Regions from separate parts of the Sus scrofa genome. Here regions 1 and 2 are each linked to region 3. The links are chromatin contacts, called in public Hi-C maps. All regions are on one chromosome and are shown on one strand. The core of a region is the stretch at or near the end of the contact, and the rest is flanking DNA. Distances in the headings are between cores, read along the strand shown. Region 1 holds the start of POP5 (ribonuclease P/MRP protein subunit POP5). Region 2 holds the start of UNC119B (protein unc-119 homolog B). Region 3 holds the start of CABP1 (calcium-binding protein 1).

Evidence for each region. Hi-C and Micro-C count contacts between places; a contact is called where the count stands out from the background.
Region 1: a Hi-C map of fetal skeletal muscle shows a contact between it and region 3, with 2.0 times the contacts expected there. The contact joins the promoter of POP5 here to the promoter of CABP1 in region 3. A contact is called at or near these places in 1 of 5 promoter capture datasets (liver), 10 of 47 Hi-C or Micro-C datasets (brain, embryonic fibroblasts, epiblast stem cells and 4 more) and 1 of 2 datasets of contacts at active chromatin or transcription factors (skeletal muscle).
Region 2: a Hi-C map of fetal skeletal muscle shows a contact between it and region 3, with 1.5 times the contacts expected there. The contact joins the promoter of UNC119B here to the promoter of CABP1 in region 3. A contact is called at or near these places in 2 of 5 promoter capture datasets (fetal skeletal muscle and liver), 14 of 47 Hi-C or Micro-C datasets (alveolar macrophages, embryonic fibroblasts, fetal heart ventricle and 7 more) and 1 of 2 datasets of contacts at active chromatin or transcription factors (skeletal muscle).

The regions. Positions count from the first base shown.
Region 1 is chr14:40,524,545-40,527,288 of Sscrofa11.1, reverse strand. POP5 (ribonuclease P/MRP protein subunit POP5) reads left to right here and starts at 1,355. Exons shown (of 5, transcript XM_001925378.5): 1 at 1,355-1,486; 2 at 1,560-1,702. The coding sequence starts at 1,467.
Region 2 is chr14:40,622,708-40,625,599 of Sscrofa11.1, reverse strand. It overlaps UNC119B (protein unc-119 homolog B), which reads right to left and starts at 1,404. Exons shown (of 5, transcript XM_003132916.6): 1 at 1,120-1,404. The coding sequence starts at 1,363.
Region 3 is chr14:40,561,981-40,564,767 of Sscrofa11.1, reverse strand. It overlaps CABP1 (calcium-binding protein 1), which reads right to left and starts at 1,466. Exons shown (of 6, transcript XM_021072519.1): 1 at 763-1,466. The coding sequence starts at 1,410.

The DNA.
Region 1 (2,744 bases), core at 106-2,605, 37 kb after region 3:
TGTAGAACAGCTGGCATGAAAATATAGTCAAATGACAAGAATGAATCTTACAGACATTATGTTGAAAGAAAGGAGCCAGACATGCACGCACACACACACAAATATGCTGCTGGAGATTTACATTTATATAAAGTTCCAGAAGAGAAAAAGCTAATCTGTCATGACAGAAGTCAGAATATAGGCTACTTCTGGGAAGGTTTTTGGCTCGGAAGAGAGCACAGGAACCTTCCTGAGTGTTGGAAATGTTCTATCTCTTAATCTGGGCAGTGGTTGCAAAAGTTTATACATATATAAAAATTCATTGAGTTATGCACTTAATATGCATTTTATGTATGTTATGCCTCAGTTTTTAAAAAGATATTCAATGTGAGGGGAAAGAAGAGTAGTAAACAGTATGATCCTATTCTTAAAAAGAAAATGGAAAATATAAATTATCATACAGTGGAAGGTACATCTCGTACCTTTTTTGTCTCAGGGCCCCTTTCCATTCTTACTAAATTATTGAGGATCCCAAAGAGCTTTTGTTATGTGAAATATATTGATACTCACTATGTTTATTAAAACAGAAATGTTTAAAACACCATGCACAATTCTCTTAGCCATCAGAGCAATGTCAGCACATGTCACTGGCCTCTGGAAAACTTTACTGTCCACTCAGAAAGTGAAAACAGCAAGTAACACCTTAGTGTTACTACAAAAGTAATTTGACCTCGGGGGACTCCCTAAAAGAATCTGGGAAAATCCAGTGGTTCCTGGACTTCACCTGGAAAACCACTGGAACAGGGGTAAAATGTTGGAAGAAAATCCACTACATGATAAATTATTCTCTCTAGGTGCTGGGATTATAACTTATTTTTATTTGCTTCTTTGTGCTTTTCTGTTTAAAAACAAAAACAAAAAACAAACCAAAATAACCAGAAAATATAACGACCACGGATTGTTTTTGCAAAAAAACAAAAAAACAAACAAAAAAAAACAAGCCAATACACCCAACTCCATAAGGTTATTGAAAGGCCTAAACAGTAATAACATATTTGGCTGTATGGAGAAATTAAACCGAGCTCCAAACTGAGAATAAGAGTCCGATTTCCCCTATCAATCCCTGGCCTGGGGGGTGCAAGGTCTTGTGCTCAAATGTTCCACCGTCCAGCTTGGGTACTATGTTGCAAGGTAATGGAACGTCCTGGAGGTTCCAAATGCCTCAGCTGCATCCTAAACAGCAAACTCTGGCGTGGAGCACAACCACTCATCACAACGGGTTCAGTTGAAAGTCTAAGCGAAGAAATGAGCAGGACGCCTGCGCTCGGCAGAGGGAGGCGGAGCTCAAAGGAGACTGACACGGGGCTCCGCCTACATTCTAGTTCCGCCTCCCTCTCTGAGTGGCTGCCAGGCCAACTTCCCATTGGCCGCCGACGAGAAGGCAGACATCCGGTTTGAGTGTCTGGACGCCCGAGGCGGATACGAACATGGTGCGCTTCAAGCACAGGTAAGCAACCCTTATTCCTGTCCCTGCGGTCCTGGCCCCGGCCCAGCACTCACCGCCCTCTCGCCTGCCCCAGGTACCTGCTTTGCGAAGTGGTGTCTGAGGACCCCCGCTGCCGTCTGAATCTGGAGGACCGAGTGCTGGGCGGCCTAGTACGGGACACGATCGCGCGCGTGCACGGAACTTTCGGCGCGGCCGCCTCCTCCATCGGCTTCGCGGGTGCGAGGGTGTTGGGGAACCAGGAGGATGGCGGGATCTGGAGGGAGCAGTGGCCATTGGAGGGAGAAAGAAGGGGCACGGGCGACCTTGGAAGCTGCCAAGCCCTGTGCACCATTTTATGTAGGGTGTCGTCCTTTTTAGGAGTTTCAGAACCCGAGCCTGAGGTCTGCTTGAGTCCAAACTTAAGCGGAGAGCTAATACCAGTAGGCAGTGGGCAGAAAATACCAGTCGGCAGAAACCCCTATACTATTTGACGTGTGGTTTTTGATTGAGTTTAATAGGATGATGAAAACTAAATGAGGAAAGACTTGTATAGTTCCGAGTAAGTTATTTGACGGGTTACTTTGACATCATATGAAAAAAGCATTGTCAGAATTACCCCTGAAAAGCCCTGCATAGGGGCCTGTGAAGTACAGAATACACAGTTGTGTGTATGTGTAAATGCAAGAGAGGACCCTCCTCCACAACCACACTATGTAAATTCATTCCGTTTTTTACCATATGCTTGAAATTGAAATCTGGAGAAGGTAATGTACCTAGAGGCAACCCTTCTACCAAGGTGAGACTCGGTTGCTGGAAGAACCTACATAGCCCAGTTGCAGAACTTGTTTTTCAGCTAAGGGAAAACATCCTTCTGAAGAGTATGGATTTCTGCCACCCCCCTCCTTGGGTTAACTAGTTTGTGAATTAAAAGTGCATTTTAGGAGTTCCCTTTGTGGCTCAGCAGTTAAGGAACCTGACTAGGATACAGGAGGATGCATATTAGACCTCTGGCCTCTCTCAGTGGGTTAAGGACTCAAGGTTGCCCTGAGCTGTGTAGGTGGCAGAGGCAGCTTCGATCCCGAGTTGCTGTAGCTGTGACATAGGCCTGCAGCTTTAGCTGATTCAACCTCTAGCCTTGGAACTTCCATATGCCATGGGTGTGGCCCTAAAAAGCAAAAAATTAAATTCTAAATTCATTCACCAATTCTGAGTGGTATGTAAAGGCCCTAGATGTTATTTATCTCCCATTATTTTCCTTCAGAAATCAGTTTTTACTCAT
Region 2 (2,892 bases), core at 155-2,654, 61 kb before region 3:
AATTAAAACTAGTTTAGGAGATGGGAATTCCCTTTCATCCAGGCTGGACCAAGGCCCAGCTCCCCAAACTGCCATCCTCAAATCACTGGCGTGGCCTCTGGCTCCCTGAGGTACACCTGAGCGCCCCTGGCCTGTGGACTAAAGCAACTCAGCAAATGACAGGACGGCAGCCATAATCCATCAAGGAAGCACTAGTGCTTCAGGGCTATAAGTCTGGAGGAGAGGGTGGATGGGCTGGGCAAACAGGGTCTAACCAACCGACTGCAAACTCTTTTAGGGAGAAAGAGTAGCAAGAGAAAAGGCATCCAAGTCAGGGCTTGACCTGGAAGAGAACAGAAAAAGAGAGGAGAGCCAGGACAGAAGGTGGGTTATATATTTCTTCCCTTCTACCAATGAAAAGGTGTAGGATGGTTGCATTTTATTCAAGAAACACATTTCCGACATCCTGACATCTTAATTTACTAGAATAAGTGTCAAAAGCAGGATTCACATTTTGGATTTTGTAAGTAAACTGAAACTTTATTTTATGCGGCAGTTTTAAATTTGCATGAAATGCCACAGCAATATATTTGAGGAAGGAAGAACCCATCTGCACACAAAGGGGCAACGCTTGGGACGCAAAGAGGTAGGGGGCCAAAGGCAGGCTGGAAAGGAGGGAGGGGCTGTCAGGGGCCCGGAGTGGAGAGAAAGGTAGAGAAAGCAGGTAGGGGTCTGGACTGGCAGAGGGCTGCAGAAGCTGGCAGCAGTCAGGTTGAGGCGGACTAGCTGAACAGGAACTTCACTGATAGCTGGGGGACAGGGGCGCACCTACCAGGGTCAGGAAGCTAAGGGGGCTCCCTACCCAAACAGATCCAGCTGAGGGGCCGGCCACGGGGAAGCCTGGCATGGCGGGACTCGGGGGAGAACAAGCTCAAGGAAAACCCCTCCCAATCAGGTCTAGTTGAGGGTGGGCAGCGAAGACCCAGCCGGGCGGAGCAGTGGGCAGCGCGGCCTGGCCGGTCGGGGGCGCTTGGGTGGACCCCCGGCGGCTGGGCGAGCGGCCAGCGGCCGGCTCCGCCGAAGCCTACAAGGGGCCCGGGGCCTGACACGAGGGGAGGGCGCGGCCAGCCCTGCACTCACTCTCGGTGACCCGGCTGAGGCGCAGGACGTGGTCGGGCCGGATGGTGTCCAGAGCCAGCAGCTCCTGCTCCGTGACCACAGCCCCGATGCCGTCGTCGGCCGCGTGGTGGGGTGCCTGCCGCCGCGCCTTGAGCCGATTCAGGACGCCGCCGCCCGCCTTCTTTTTCTCTTCCTTGCCAGCCACTAGCCCCCCGGGCCCAGCCGCGGACCCCACGGCCGCAGCCTTCGAGTATGACCCACTCATCGCTCCGCCGCCAAGATGGCCGCCGCCTCCGCAGCGCCGTAACTATGGAGAGCGGGGGCGGGGCGGGGCCGGGGGCGGGGCCGGGGCGGGGTCTGCGGGCGGTGTCACCACCGCCTTCTCGCCCGCGTTGGTCAAGCCAGGTGGCTGGTACCTTAGTACTCCAGATCTCCTCGAATGTTTAAAAAAGTATTTCGTACAGTCAAATGACTTTCCGTCATATAAGATGTAAACATGGCATCTTGAGAAAGTGTTTGTTCATCTGTAGCCTAGAAGGTAAGTTGACAGTGCTTGCTATGCAAAGGCAGCTTTCCAACGAGATTGCCATTCCTAAACGCTGCTGTGCCAAGCTTTGGGCTAGACACTGGTCTGGGCTGCAGGGAATATAAGAATAGGAGAGAGGGCAAGGCTTGGGTCCGCCTTGTTCATCACTGTATTTGGGTAGTCTAGCTAATGCCTGACACATGGTAAGTGCTCAATAATGATTAAATGAATGTGTGAAGGAAGACCTGTACATCGCTTCACTATGGAGCTCCCACTTTGTTGGGAAAGGCTGCAAAGTACATAATTCATCAGATGCCCCTTCCTCTTGACCAGCCCAGTAAGTATGAATGAACCAGAGGCCAAACCAGACTGCTAATTGCTGCAGCAGAGGTGCTGCCAAAGTACACAGGAGGGGTCTGGGGCATGAAGGAAAGCTTCAGGGCTGACATCTGCACCTGAGCCTTGAAAATTAACCATGATTTCAACAACTGGAGGAGGTGAGTGGGAGGAGGGAGGACACTGCCCTCTTACACCCCAAGTGGCTCCTTCTCTAGAGATTCTGGATCCATACTCTTCTGTGTGGGAGGCCTGGGCCTCTCTGATGCAAAGTGTGTCTGCTAGGTCACCCTCAGCCAGTCTCAGGCCAAAGTGAAACCCCACCCTCTTCCCTGGGTCAGCCTCAAAGGCTTGATTTGTGCAGGCCTTGCTGGGTCCCTCTCACCCGATATGAGGGGTTTGGGAGGGGCTGACAGGCCTCGCCTTGTTCCTGGACAAAATCCAATCCTGACTCCATCTCAGTCGCCTAGCCTGGTGGTACAGTATGTGAGCAAGTTCCTATCTAATTGCTGACCTGACTTTGAGAGATTACCACCCGGGTGGGATTTCTCAAACAGTTCAGGGAAATTTGAAGATGTGTACAAAGAATTAAAGTCCTACCCTTTGCAGACAATTCTTTTTAAACTATTCAGCAATGAGTGGTTACTGAAGAATTTCCAGAACCCTTAATATTCTACTTGATTGTTAATGTCCAAGGTAGGGGTGAGGGGTTAGCATGAAGCCATTTCCTACAATCTCTTGCTCACTGAACCTTTGTTCTCAGACCACCAGGACTAGAGTTACCTGAACCCCACCTTTTCTCTTTTTAGGGATGATAAGAAACGTTTTGATCCCTTTACCTGGAATTCCACATAGCCTACATGTATGCACAAAGATGTTTGCTATAGGACCACATGTTTGCTATAGGACCATTATGGCCATTCGTAATGTTG
Region 3 (2,787 bases), core at 217-2,716:
CCAGCTGCCTGGGACTCTTGAAAGAAAGGAAACAAAATGAGCCACTGGTGACCCCTTAATGACTTTTCTGACCCTAGAATGCACACAACTCAGGCTAGGGGTCTCTGGGTGTTATTCCACATCCCCCAACTCGACAACTGCCCACTGCCATCCTAATGGAATCTGTAGAGCCTCAACCTCTTTAAAACACCCCAAAGTTCCAGTTTGGACCACAGCTCTGTCCATGCCTACCCAGACACTTCTCTTTTCTCACATTTTTAGCTCTCCTAACTTTCCCAGGTCTTTCGGACCACCACAGGCAATGGCTAGGGTCCCTCATGCCCAGGCAAGGCTGTGTATCTCGAGCTCCCCACTCTTGACCCCCAGATTCCAAACCCATTTGCTCTCTTGGGTCGCTCACTGGCTGTCCTGGCCAGAGGCCAGAGGAGAAGGTTTGGAGCCCCCTGCTCGGAGCTCCCCTTGACCTCTGCAAATTTCCAGGCAGTTTGTGGAGGTTGCTCCCTTCCAGACCGGCCCATTCCGGCAGGTGGAGGGAGGCTAGGCGTTGGTGTCTCGTCCAGAAGAGGCCCGGAGCGTGGACAGCGCACAGGGTGCTGAATCAGGCACGGGGGAGGAGGCGCGCAGGCCAGTGCTCTCGGCTACGGGAGGACTAGAGGAGCGTGACCCTGGGGGGCCTTGGGAAGCGGGAGGAGGGCTGTGAGCGCAGCTGCGGCAGGGTCCCGAGCGCTTCTCCAGGGAGTGGGCGGGAGGCGCAGCCCTTACCTGGCCGAAGGCGGAGCTGAGCATGGGGCGCAGCTGGTGGAGGAACGGGTCTGCCTCGGACGCGGCAGCTGGAGCTGAGTCCCCGCGACCCGGGGCTCGCAGCGAGCCTCGGAGGCCGAGAGCCGGGGACAGACCCCGTTCCTCCCCATCCCGCCCGCGGGCCGGCGGCAGCGGCGACGGCGGCGAAGGTCGGGATGCCGCGGCCGGCGGCGCCTCCCGGGGCCTGCAGTGCGCCTGGGGGAGCCCGCGCCGGCTGCCCCGAGCGCCCTCCTCTCGCGGCGCTGGCCGGCACAGGGGCCTCCGCGAACTGGGGTCCCCTGACGGTATCGGCGTGCCTGGGCAAGGGCCGGGCAGCCGGCGGCTGGGCAGCAGTGGCTCCCTGGCAGGGCCGTGGCGGGGAGCCCGGCTGCCCCCGCTCGCTGCCGCCGCCTTCAGCAGCGACGTCTTGGACTCGCTTTTGGCGATGTGGGAGCTCATCGCGGCGGGGCCCGCGCTCGCATGGCCCGGCGGGGGCGGCGCGGTGCGGCGCGGCGCCGGGCCCCCGGCGGGCAGAGAGTGGGGCGCCCGGCGGGAGCCAAGCCCGAGGACGCGCTGGAGGCGGGCGCCGTCCCCCGGCCGCTTAAATGCGGCCCCGTCGCCACCGCCCATGTGACAGCGCAGCCTCTACGCCCGGAGCCCCGAGCTCCCCGGCGGCTGGCGGTGCGGATCTGTGGGGGCCGCCGGCTGTCCCCGAAGAGCCCACCCCCGGCTCCCTGGCGGCCCAGGTACCGCTGCGCCCCGCCCCTTGCCCCGCCCCGCGCTCGAGGAGCTCCGCTTCCGGGAGGCCCCTGGCGGCGGAGAGGGAGCTGCGGTGAGGAGCCGGGAGCGCTAGGGAAGGGGTTTGGCGAAGGGCCCCAAAGACACTCAGACCTTGACGGCGCTGGCGGTGCCCCTTAACGCGCCCGGATTTTCCCAAATGACCCAGAATCGCCGCAACCTCCAGAAATGCTGGCGGGGTGCACTGCCCAGGAGGTACAACTTTGGAAATGATGACGAGTGAGGTGAAGTAAACTCGAGACCCAAGGAGGATGTACCACAAGCTAGTTATGACACCACCACAACAAACCCTGGGGCCAGAATGGTATGGAAGGACACTGCTGGAAGGAAAGGCCCCACTCCGTGGGGGCTTCTCCCACTCCCAGTACGCTGGAGCAGGATCAGGATGACCCTGGTAAAGAGCCAAAGAATTTTCAGTTGTCAGAACAGAAGAGAAGCCAGGTGGCATTTGTTGCAACCTGGACGTCTGTCGCAGGGTCTGGTGATGATCAAGTGTCAGGTGGGACTCACTTGCTGCCCCTCCAGCTCTTATCCTCCCTCTCACCTTCTTGCCCTTCTAGATGTTAGAGAAATCCTTGCTCTTGGTAGGCAGCCAGGAAGCCACGCAAGCCCGGTTTGAATCTCAAAACCTAGCTCTGCCACTTACCATCTGTGTAACTTGGGCAAGTGTCATCAGCCTCTCTGAACCTTGTTTTCCTCTTCTTTAAAATGCAGATGATAATTACAACTACCTTCAGGTAAGAGGCCTAGCCCAGTGTTCTCAACAGGGTGCTCGTGCAGTTAAGCTAATCACCTTCCCTCTGCACCTTATGAGGCTCCATTCACCACTCCTGTTTGGTAGTGGGATACTTGAGATTTGAAGGGGTGCAGTGTGAACCTCCCAGGCTCTCCCGGTTCTGGTCTCTGGCCTTAATGCCATCCATGCATGAGAAAAGGGCAAGTCTAGCCACTGCTTAACCTCAATAGAAGGACAGATGGACAGATTGCCCATATACTACACATCCCTCCTGCCAAGGGTTCACCTCTGCACTGTCTTCCTATGAAGACATAGAATTTCATATGCAAAGAATTAAGGAAAACAGGATGCACGGGGAAAACAGCTGCTCAGAGGCCAAAGTGAACAAGGAAAGTTTCTTTTGTTCTCCAGCAAACTGTTTCCCAGCACACCTACTTTAAAGGGCTGAATTACCATATTAAAGCCACTCGGGT